2 separate regions of the Mus musculus genome follow, and region 1 is linked to region 2. The links are chromatin contacts, called in public targeted proximity ligation maps. All regions are on one chromosome and are shown on one strand. The core of a region is the stretch at or near the end of the contact, and the rest is flanking DNA. Distances in the headings are between cores, read along the strand shown. Region 1 overlaps Ms4a4c (membrane-spanning 4-domains, subfamily A, member 4C). Region 2 has its middle 10 kb from the start of Ms4a8a.

Region 1 (6,280 bases), core at 2,910-5,409, 320 kb after region 2:
TCTACAAAGGGGGAACAGAGTCCTGTGAGAACACACAATCAAAACTTCTCCTGGAATAAATCATCTGACATCAGATCCTTCCCATTGTCTGGTTAGTACATCTTTTTATTTTATTGGAGGTTGAGGAATAAATTTTACTTAAAACAAGTTTTCTAAAGAAAAGACTTATGTTTTGTTCTGTAACATTTTATGATTAAAATAATCTGTTATGCACGGTTTAAAATATGATAAGGAGGTGAATATTTATAGTCCTTATTTTGTAACTTAAATATTTGAGTATTTAAAGTTTGATGTGCTCTCTCTACAATAACCTGTCATTGCTGATTATAGGGATGCCAATGGAGTGTGAGATATTGAAGTCCAAACAACATTTTTTAAAAGCATAGTAGGAAGAAACATAAGCATTGTCTGTTTTTTAATCTATTGGCATTCCTAAGAGTGTAAAACAAATGTCATACCTCATCTTTGAAAGCTTCTCCAAAGAAGCTCCAGCTTCTCCAAAGCTGCTTCCTAGAGCAGCTGAAGATCCAGAGAGCCAGGTCCTCCATCTAGAACCAGTCAAGCTAGTCTCACCTGTTCTTTCTCCAGGGTAATACAGACTACACACATAGCATGAGACTCTGGAGGATGCCAGAGGCCCAGGTGTTGGGGGGAAGAACATTGATATAACTTTGACATTGGTTAAAACATGAAATACCAGTATGGCCTATCAAAGTTGAGATGGGATCCATGGGGAGATAGATGCAATTATAATTTAGGTTCTTGACCCAACTGGGTGTAGAGTCAACTTGAATCTAAGTTGTTGAAACACCATTCAACAATGACCCTGGATCTTGATATCATTGGATGGGAAACATGGAATTATTCAGGTAATTTACCAGTGTGTGTGTGTGTGTGTGTGTGTGTGTGTGTGTGTGTATGGTATGTTGGAGCTTTGTTCCATCTACCATATGTATGTATGTATGAATGTATGTATCATGTATGAATGTATGTATGAATTTATGTATATATGTATGTTTGTATATATGTAATGTGTGAAGTTGTTGGAGCTTGTTGAAATTTGCTTCATTTACTAAGTACCCTAAGCATTCAGTTTCACTTTCCCTCAAAAGGCCATTTTCAGTTTCAGCCCTCAACACTCCTTGTGATATCTTGTGGAACTGTTCAGTGTGCCCCATACCTGTGCATGCTCTTCCTATCGGAGTTAATCCCCCCAGCTGGTGCCCTGTGGTTTATAATTATTTTCATGTTATTTGTTTTCTGGGAACCTGTACTTTGGAAGCCAGCACTGCAGTGGCTGCTTGTGTGTGTTGCTGGATCTCAACAAAGAAGGATCCCTTATCTAGTGTCAGCAGTGTAGAGAAAACCAAGAAGAATAGAATCACAAAGCACTATTGGGTACCCAGTTATCAATGTTGCCACTGCTCCTATGGGTGCTTCCTACAGTGGACTTCTAAGGCAGCTTCACTTACTGCTATCATGGCTGAAGAAGCTACACAGATCCTGCAGTTCTGCATTATCTAGAACCAAAGCTACTGCATTGTACCCAACCCACATTCCTGCCCCTGAAGGCCTTTCACAAATCCAGTTGGGATGAGGTTACTACTTGATTAGATGCACAGGTGTCCCTCCATCATCTCACTCTCCTCCATTGTGATGGCTTTGCTTTGCTCACTCATCAGCTCTCCTTTCAGATGCTCCCATCTCCATGAATCTCCTCTTCATTCCAATGTTTGGGGTCACTGGTGACCTCTGAGCTCTCCGGAGGCTCTGCTTTACCAGGCAGAGAACAGATTGTCCAAGATTCTAATGGCAGGCTTCCTTATCAGTTCACTGAATTTCCTAGGATTTCCCTGAATTTGTTCCTGAATTTTTGAATTTATCAAACTCCTTGGAGAGGAAAGTTTATGAAACATTTATTTTATCTGTGGCCTGTACTATGATTCATTAATGTAAACTTAACCTAAGAAATGTGTATTGAGTAAGACAAATGAAATTTTATCCCCCAAGGGATCATATGATAGAGACTTTGCTTCTAACATATAAATGCTGAAGTAGCAGTACCTATAAGACAGCAGTTCTCAACCTTTGGGATGAGACCCCTTTAGGGGTTAAATGACCTTCTCACAGGAGTCACCCCCGGAGCTCTTGTCTCTAGCTGCATATGTATCAAAAGATGGCCTAGTTGGCCATCACTGCAAAGAGAGGCCCATTGGACTTGCAAACTTTATATGCCCCAGTACAGGGGAACACCAGGGCCAAAAAGGGGGAGTGGGTGGGTAGGGGATTGGGGGGGTGGGTATGGGGGACCTTTGGGATAGCATTGAAAATGTAAACGAGGAAAATACCTAATTAAAAAAAATCATCCTAAAATTCAAAAAAAAAAAAGAAAACATTGTTATTTACATTATGACTTATAACAATAGCAAAATTGCATTTATGAAGAAGAAAGAAAGTAATTTTATGGTTGGGGAAGGGTCACCACAACATAAGGAACTCTATTAAAGTTTTGTGACATTAGGAATGTTGAGAACCACGACCCTAGGCACATGGTTAGGTAAGTGGAAGTCTTGCTCTTAGAATGGATTCCAGTAGTGTTATGTGACCCTGGTTAGTTTATATGGGGATAAATTGTGGTATCAAGAAAACCTTGGGCCTTGCTCACAGTTTCTATTTCACCAGGCAACAGTAACCTCTCTCATTTCCAGTATTACCTGTCTTAGTTTGTGACTTAGCCAGATAACCTTAAGTAGAGCTGTCAACGTCTGTGGTCATGTCTTTTGTTATGCCACCAAATAATGTTAAATACCCCTTCAACATATGTTAAATAAATCTCCCCAACATCAAATATTTTATCAAAGTAATGTGAAAGTGGTTTTGATTTTATGTGAGGCATCTTAGGTTCATTGGACTAATGAGATAATGAAAGAAATGACTGTGGTTAAGTTTGTCTTAGAGAATAAGCTTTTAGATGCTTCTTAGACCCAGAAAAGCACTGTATTCATTGTTGTTGTGTAACAATGATAAATTCATGATTAGTCTCTGATGGAAGAGTTTCCTGTACACACAAACATTTAAAATCTATGCACACAGTTTTCTAGAAAAACACATATCATCCATAATAGTGTCTGGGTTTGTTAACTGTATATGGCATCAATCCCCAGGTGGGGCAGTCTGAGACTCTTCCATTGCCTGACAAATACAGAGGTAGATGCTCTCAGCCAACTATTGGACTGAGCAAAAGATCCCCAATGGAGGAGCTAGAGAAAGGACTGAAGGAGCTGAAGGGGTTTGCAGCCCCATAGGAGAAACAACAATATGAACCAACCAGTACCCCACCCCCAGTGCTCTCAGGGACTAAACCACCAACCAAAGAGTACACATGGAGGAACCCATGGCTTCAGCTACATATGTAGCAGAGGATGTCCTTGTTGGACATCAGTGGGTGGAGAGGACCTTGGTCTTGTATACTATTATATATACTGGCTCAGTGCCCCAGTATAGGGGGATGCCAGGACAGGTAAGCAGGCATGGGTGGATTGGCAAGCAGGGGGAGGGGGATGAGATAGGGGGTTTTTGGAAGAGAAACCAGGAAAGGGGATAACATGTGAAATGTAAATAAAGAAAAGATCTAATAAAAAAAAGAAAAGAAAAAGAAAAACACATGTCTCTAGGAAAACACATGTAACTACAATGTGTGAATTTTTTCAAACAGATTTGAAAAGGCCATCTAAATGACATTAGTCTGAGTGTATTAAATCTTTAATATTGTACATTTGTTATATTTTGGATGTCTACTCTGTTCAGTTATGTTTTTCTTTTTATCAGTATATAACTAACAAAAATTCATCATACAACATTTTTATATATCATACTATTTTGTTTATATTCTTTGGTGGAGTTTTATGAAATGGAAATATCCAAATTTATCATCACAGTAAGTGATATTATTTTCTTGTGGAATAAAAACTCAGTTGATGGGAGCCACTCCTTTTGAGTATATTTCACAATATATATATATGCCTTAGAGGAGGAATCGAAAGTCAGTTAACAGTTTTTACAGAAAAATAGGAAGTGGTTGTGTTTTTTCAGAGATTCATATCACAGCCTTTATGATTTAGAAAGGTGTTAGAAGAATTATGCAAATTTAAGCAGAGCAAGGTACCAAGTGTGGGGTGGCCACTGGCTCTGAGCAAAGACTCTGGGGTGCCTTTCCAGAGCTTGGCCCTTCTCTCACAGAGGACAGGCATTGTGGAAGTAGGTAGGTGCAGGAATTTGCCTTCCTAGGCTTCAACATGATGGCTTTTAATTTACTGGATGAATATGGGACATCTAGGTGAAATGAGAAAAAATGAGGTCACCTTTCACTACATACAATAGTCTTTTGACCTTGGGTTGAGTGCACATTTAACTGTACGGTGGGAGGCAATTTTGGTGCAAAGGATAAGGACAAGGAAAAGACAAAGGCTTGTTAAAGTTTCTCCTCCAGTGTCCATGACCTCACCAGTCACAGGTAGTTGGCTATCTTTACAATACCAGGCATGGGTTTTCTCCTATTGTGTCTTTAAGGCCATTAGACATCTCTTAGCTGCCCTCAACATAACAAGTGCCACTGTTGTACCCTTGAGAAGATCTTGGGTGTTCACCCTCAGATGAAAACTGCAGGCAATTACTAACTCCTCCAGCAAGAAGCTCCCTTATGGGTTATCCAGGTCTAAGTGGTCATTTCTAAACATATTTACATACAAGCAACCTTAGATGGACCCAACATTGTGTGTGTGTGTGTGTAAAATCATATGAATATTTAACAATAACAATTAAAGGGAAAGAGTCATGAGTATAAAGAAAGTAGGAGATCATGAGAAAAGTTCGAGAGAAGATAGGGTGAGATGGAAATGATATAAATACACTACTCAAGTATAATATCAAAAATAAATTTTAAAATAATAAAATTTTAAATTAATTAAAATTTAAAATAATAAATAAATAAATAATAGTTTTAAACAAAAATCAAAAGAAAAGATAAAGGCTTTAAGAAGGCTTCAGTTGAGCACTGTGTGAAGTTGTTTCAATTTTTTTATACTCAGGGTACCAAACACCTGAAAGTGAAATAATTTATGTTATTGACCAATCTTTTCACATATGCTTAATAAACTTCAATAATACTAATCTTTGTCACCTACATATTATTTTCATAATCCATGAGTTCAGACAGTGTCTGCTCCATGCAGAATTTGGTGGAAATTCCAATGATGGGGGTTGAACATTCAGTCTGACATGATTACACTGCTCTTGGGATGAACTGTGACCTGAAGTAGGACTCAAAGGCCAAGAGCTGAAGCCTCTGATATAGATGTTCATTAATGGAGGGCAATGAGAAAACACTTAGCAGTGTGAAGATCAGAAAGATGCTTGGTAGCAATTGTGCCCAATGAACTTTTGCCCTGATGAATTCAGAATGATCCAAAGAATGTCAGTAAACAGGAATTCCCATCTTAATGAAAGCTATGAAAAAAACTTCAAATTATTCAATCTTTTATGTGTATAGGTGTTTTGTCTGCATGCATGTCTGTATGCTGCACACATATTTGTTGCTCAAAGAGACCAGAGAAGGTGTTTAATGCCCTACAATTTTAGGTACAGGTGGATATGAGCTGCCATATAGGAGCTAGGAATTAAACCTGGGTCCTCTGGAAGAGCCTCAAGTACTCTTAAACACCGAGCCATCTCTCAATCCCTCAGATTATTGGACCTTGAAGGCAAAGGTTTTTCTCTGCTCAGACTTCATTTTTGTATCACCGTCAATTACCAAAAACTGTTGAGATGTAGGCTTGTTTGTTGTTTGTTTCTATTTCTAGTTTGACAAAAGAGAGTCTTGCTCCCCTTTAGATTCCCATCTTTATGCTTGCTCTTAGTAAGTGTGACCCAACAGGGAATAAATAGACAACCCAGGAGTTCAGCACATCACAGAGGTCTGAAGGCATTTCTGAGGGGCATGGCAAAGGTTCTTTGTACCAAATGAGTAAGTTGTGCATTTCACTGGACTCAACCCTTCACCTTGGACCCTCTTAAGAATACCTTTGCCTTCTGGAACATGAAAAGGAAGTGTAGGCAAATGTTTTTGCTACTTTATTGGGGTCTTATATCTACCATCCTTCCCTGCCCCAATTCTACCCTAATCACTTGCAAAAGCCCAATACTAGATAGACGAGAAGGAAGTTTAGAGGGGAAAGGACATTGACATCTCATTAGGCAACTTCCTACTGCTTAGGGGAATCAA
Region 2 (6,373 bases), core at 2,755-5,254:
AGTGAGAATGGCTAAGATCAAAAATTCAGGTGACAGCAGATGCTGGCGAGGATGTGGAGAAAGAGGAACACTCCTCCATTGTTGGTGGGATTGCAGGCTTGTACAACCACTCTGGAAATCAGTCTGGCGGTTCCTCAGAAAATTGGACATAGTACTACCGGAGGATCCAGCAATACCTCTCCTGGGCATATATCCAGAAGAAGCCCCAACTGGTAAGAAGGACACATGCTCCACTATGTTCATAGCAGCCTTATTTATAATAGCCAGAAACTGGAAAGAACCCAGATGCCCCTCAACAGAGGAATGGATACAGAAAATGTGGTACATCTACACAATGGAGTACTACTCAGCTATTAAAAAGAATGAATTTATGAAATTCCTAGCCAAATGGATGGACCTGGAGAGCATCATCCTGAGTGAGGTAACACAATCACAAAGGAACTCACACAATATGTACTCACTGATAAGTGGATACTAGCCCAAAACCTAGGATACCCACGATATAAGATACAATTTCCTAAACACATGAAACTCAAGAAAAATGAAGACTGAAGTGTGGACACTATGCTCCTCCTTAGAAGTGGGAACAAAACACCCATGGAAGGAGTTACAGAAACAAAGTTTGGAGCTGAGATGAAAGGATGGACCATGTAGAGACTGCCATATCCAGGGATCCACCCCATAATCAGCATCCAAACGCTGACACCATTGCATATACTAGCAAGATTTTATCGAAAGGACCCAGATGTAGCTGTCTCTTGTGAGACTATGCCGGGGCCTAGCAAACACAGAAGTGGATGCTCACAGTCAGCTAATGGATGGATCACAGGGCTCCCAATGGAGGAGCTAGAGAAAGTACCCAAGGAGCTAAAGGGATCTTCAACCCTATAGGTGGAACAACATTATGAACTAACCAGTACCCCTGAGCTCTTGACTCTAGCTGCATATGTATCAAAAGATGGCCTAGTCGGCCATCACTGGAAAGAGAGGCCCATTGGACACGCAGACTTTGTGTGCCCCGGTACAGGGGAACGCCAGGGCCAAAGGGGGGGAGTGGGTGGGTAGGGGAGTGGGGGTGGGTGGGTAAGGGGGACTTTTGGTATAGCATTGGAAATGTAAATGAGCTAAATACCTAATAAAAAATGGAAAAAAAAAAAAAAAAAAAAAAAAAAGAAAATTGGACATAATACTACCAGAGGATCCAGCAATACCTCTCTTGGGCATATATCCAGAAGATGTTCCAACCGATAAGAAGGACACATGCTCCACTACGTTCATAGCAGCCTTATTTATAATAGCCAGAAGCTGGAAAGAACCCAGATGCCCCTCAACAGAGGAATGGATACAGAAAATGTGGTACATTCACACAATGGAGTACTACTCAGCTATTAAAAGGAATGAATTTATGAAATTCCTAGGCAAATGGATGGACCTGGAGGGCATCATCCTGAGTGAAATAACACAATCACAAAGGAACTCACACAATATGTACTCACTGATAAGTGGATATTAGCCCAGAAACTTAGGATACCCAAGATATAAGATACAATTTGTTAAACGTATGCATGAAACTCAAGAAGAACGAAGACCAAAGTGTGGAACTGTGCCCCTTCTTAGAATTGGGAACAAAACAACCATGGAAAGAGTTACAGAGACACAGTTTGGAGCTGAAACGAAAGGATGGACCATCTAGAGACTGCCATATCCGGGGATCCATCCCATAATCAGCCTCCAAACACTGACACCATTGCACACACTAGCAAGATTTTGCTGAAAGGACCCAGATATAGCTGTCTCTTGTGAGACAATGCCGGGGCCTAGCAAACACAGAAGTGGATGCTCACAGTCAGCTATTGGATGGATCACAGGGCCCCCAATGGAGGAGCTAGAGAAAGTACCCAAGGAGCTAAAGGGAATCTGCAACTCTATAGGTGGAACAACAATATGAACTAACCAGTACCCCCAGAGCTCTTGACTCTAGCTGCATATGTATCAAAAGATGGCCTAATCGGCCATCACTGGAAAGAGAGGTCCAATGGACTTGCAAACTCTATATGCCCCAGTACAGGGGAACGCCAGGGCCAAAAAGTGGGAGTGGGTGGGTAGGGGAGTGGGGGGGGGTGTATTGGGGACTTTTTGGATAGCATTGGAAATGTAAATGAGGAAAATACCCAATAAAAAATTAATTCTAAAAAAAAAGTATCTTGGGGATTGCAGAGGGTACAGAACACTGGCAGATTTAGTAAAGAACAATCTTTACTCTATCAAAATGGCTACTTAGTAAACAAAATGCATCTGTCCATACCCTTGAGGAGAGAGTTTGTCCAGCCATCCACATTTCTCCTTGGCTGCTGAAGATCCATAGAAGCAGGCATAGGGAGAGATGGCATTTGAGATGGTTGATGACGGTTCAGTATTTCCACTCATGGAGCTTAAAGGATAACTGTGCCTATTGAAGGGGTCCAAGTAGAAGGCTTTTTGAGTCCTAGACTTGGACGCTTTGGAATTTTTTCTTCTTAAACTCTGGAAGCATTCCTCTACTGTGGAGTATTCTGACTCAGAGGCCGAATCCTGTGCAAGGTTATTTTTATCCTCGCGGGGTATCCAAATGTCTTCGACTTTGTCTTCACTCACTTTTTCCTTCCTGTTATCATATATGCTTGACTGGGTTAGGATAGAGTTTCTTGTAGTGGCTGCTTCCTCTTTAACTGTGTTCTCATGCGGCCAAAACTCATTCTTTATAGATCGCTTCTTGGAACTTTCTAGTCTCTGGAAGAGAAATGTCTCTCCATAAGGAAAGATGGAAGTTGAATTATCCTCATTTGAATTTTTCAGTGTCAAAGACTTTCCAGCTGAGGTAGTATTACTTCTTCTGTCACGGAAATAGCTCCCTGGGATTGATTTTGTTGACCCTGGGATCTCTGGTACAGAGCGATGTCTCAGTAGAAATGATCGAGAAGGTCTGGAAACCAACTTGCTCCGGCTTCTCATGGGGCCGTGGACTGGTGAGGACGGAACGTACAGTTCATTCACAACCATCTCGCCCTGAAACTGAAAGAACGGGGTTGGCGGGAAGCTTTCTAATACGCCATTCGTCCCGTTTCCAGAATGTGTGCCTGATGTTGGACAGTCCCCAGAGGGAAGACATTCAGTGTTTGTACTAAGTGCCTTGCTGTAATCTTCTGAGGTCAAATTGCCTTTTTCTGTGTGTTCTTCTCCAGCTGTGTACTCCACAGCCCTCTTGGTAATCAAAGGATCTATTTTGACATTTACACCACCAAATAAAGAATCTTTCGAAGAATCCACGTTCTGGTGTAGTTCTTCTTCTGGACAGGGCAGGTCATGTGAAGAAAGACATAGCTTATCATGTGATTTCGGAGACTGACAGTTTCCTTCACTAAGGGTACTGGTTGTAACCATCTCTGATGGTGCCGGGCCAGGTCTATGGACAGTAACGGAATCGGAACACTCTATGCCGGTGTGGCTGCTGGAAGATGGATCACTGTGTTGTTGCTCTTTTGTGGTGCTGCCGTTCTTTGCCTTATGCACATTTGCATATATGGGGAAGTCTTGCATTTTTGAAAAGATCATTTGTAACTGTTTCAGTATCCTCCTACGGTGTCCAGTAGGTGATATTCCAATCTGATGGAGTACGCTGTCATTTATCGACGTGCAGTCCCTCACGGTATAAAAACCGAATTCACGGAAATGTAAGAGGTACTGCTCCAAATTGATGCTCATCAGGAAATCTCTGATGTCCGCATTTACTTCGCTGACTGAGGACATAATGGTGGCTTCATTACTATGTGAGTGTTAAAAGCTGCACCATGAGACACACACACAAGGAAGTACTTCTTATGGGTTTTTTTCCTCCCTATCACTTCTGACAAAGTCTTTAGAATGTTATTTTCTGTTCATGTGCTCAAACCGCCTTTGGTTTCTCTTCCGACGCCCACTCGCGGGACGCGCAATCCGAGCGACACAATCCAGAGCCGCCTGAGCACTCCACGCGTCCCGAAGCGCTGCGTTCTCGCATCCAGGACCGGACCGCGGCCAGCGCACCCCGGGGACTCGCCTCGCTCGCACGCGGCCCGCGAGCCCCGGCAGCGCAGCGCCGGCTCGTCCCCGTGGGGCGCTGTCCCCGGCGTCGAGCGGGCGGACCCCGCGCCGCACCTGGAGGCGGGAGCGCGGTTGGGCTCGGCGGGCGAGCGCCAGATCTTTTCATCTTCTGAGATCTTCTTCAATTTCTTCCTTCAAAAATTTGAAGTTTTTAATCATACAAGTCTTTCACTTGTTTGGTTAGAATTTCCTCAAGATATTTTATATTATTTTTGGCTATTGTGAAGGTTGTTATTTCCTTGATTTCTTTTTTTTATTCTGTTTGTCGATTGCATGTAGAAGGGCTACTGACTTTTTTTTTTGAGTTAATTATGTATCCAGCCACTTTGCTGAAAATGTTTATCACCTGGAGGAGTTTTCTGGTAGAATTTTTGGGATTGTTTATGTAAATTATCATATAATCTGCAAATAGCAATACTTGGACTTCTTCTTTTCCAGTTTGTCTCTCCTTGGTCTCCTTCAGCTGTGTTTCATGAAACCCACAATTAACTGGAACTTGATGTTTGTTTTTTTCTAGTGATTTTGCTGTTTTACTTCTTCCTTTTAACTGTGGTGCTGGTAATAAACCAAGGGCCTCACAAATGTTGGAGGAAGTGTTTTCCTTGAGCTACATCTGTAGCTCTAGTTTTCATTTTTACATCTTGATTTTCTTGTATGAGTTCATTCTTGAATATTGCATAAGCTGTTTAAGTATAATTTTATACTTTTCCAAAAGTCTACTTGGATATTCTAGAAATTTTGTCAACTCATTTGTACTGCAGTGCACTGAAATGCCACTTTAGTTAAAAGCTCGATTTCTGTGTGAATTTTTTTCTTCTATACAACTGGCCTGCTTGTCTATGTAGGAGTGACTTCTATGATATTTTCATTATTCTTTATTATGCTTTAATGTCTAGCAGGATCTTTTTTTTTAAATTAAACACATTTTTCTTCTTGATATTCTTGTGCATTTCCTTTTTAAAGGGAAGATTTCCTGTAATGTGCATATCTCCATAAAATAGCGCAACATCCTTTAAGAAAGATGAATGACATCAATCCCTTGTGCTGAGGGAAGTAATAAGAAGTGTAAGAATTGGGCCTTAGGTCATGTGGGTTTCAGGAACCAGCTATGATTCAGGTTGGGATTTTCTCTTTTTATTGACTTCCTGGAAATGGTGCTAACTGTCTTGAAGGGACAGAAACTTTGAGGTGAGAGAAGCCTCAGGAGAGGTGGAGGTATTCAAATCATTGCCAGCAAATATTACTGGTTTAGATTTGAGGTGAGGCTGAACACTGTGGCAGTGAACATGTGTAAGAAAGACTGTCCATTTCCTGGTGTCCAGGAAGCATGGAGAAACAAGGAGATGGATGACCAATCAAGTCTTCAACACATGAACCCATAGAAACAAGTCATGTTCAAACCACAACTTCCTTCAAGGATGCTCACATTTCTGCTAAACATTTTCAGGAATAGAGAATTTGCTGACTATATATGTGATAGTCTTTGGAGGCATTGTGTGATAGATCCTGGAGATAGTACCACAGTAAAACTGAGAAATAACAAGGCAAACTCCAAACACATAACTTACATATGTAGTATTCACAATAGCTTTTGTTGTTATAAAATATTAAATATGCATGTTAAATGAAAAATATGAATATTTTTTAAAAACAATAATTGTTGTTTTTTAAAGGGTTAAATGAAGATAAGTGAGCTCCCGTGGGATTGGAGAGATAGCTCAGTTGGTGAGGATCTGAGTTCAAATCACAGAACCCATGCTGAAAACGAACTGTGGTGGTATGTGCTTGTAATCTCAGCTGTTTGAAGGGAGAGACAGATAGATCCCCTGAGCCTACCAGCCAGTGAGCTGAGCATGTCTGGGCAGGTCCAGACCAGTAAGATATTCTGTATCAAAAAACACGGTGTATAGAATCTTAGGAATGACACCTGATACTGCCCTTTGGCCTGCACATCCTTGTGCATATATATGTATACGTGCACAAGAGTACATACACATATGCACACACATATGAACTATTTCTTAGGTCAGAGTATGGTCTTCTTTCTGTAGACTGTATATCTCAATCTAGGCAGAATTCTGGAGGCTTCCAAGGGCTGAATATTAAAGAGCCTCCTCAATGTAAATGGTTGTTAATGGCACTGGTGGTACTTTTAGCAACTTGCTCCATCTTGGTACTGACCTACCACAGCAGTATTTTGATGAAATGCTTTGGCATGCTTTGTTCCACATGCCACACTGATTCTCAGGAAACC

What was found.
Region 1: a targeted proximity ligation map of bone marrow-derived macrophages shows a contact between it and region 2, with 5 times the contacts expected there. A contact is called at or near these places in 2 of 39 promoter capture datasets (cranial neural crest and maxillary cranial neural crest), 1 of 130 datasets of targeted methods (bone marrow-derived macrophages) and 2 of 9 other capture datasets (adipose tissue and liver).

Annotation. Positions count from the first base shown.
Region 1 is chr19:11,407,677-11,413,956 of GRCm38.p6, forward strand. It overlaps Ms4a4c (membrane-spanning 4-domains, subfamily A, member 4C), which reads left to right. Exons shown (of 7, transcript NM_029499.3): 1 at 1-91. Among named protein-coding and RNA genes, the nearest start is that of Ms4a4c, 3.2 kb to the left of the region's middle.
Region 2 is chr19:11,088,292-11,094,664 of GRCm38.p6, forward strand. It overlaps the pseudogene Gm336. Among named protein-coding and RNA genes, the nearest start is that of Ms4a8a, 10 kb to the left of the region's middle.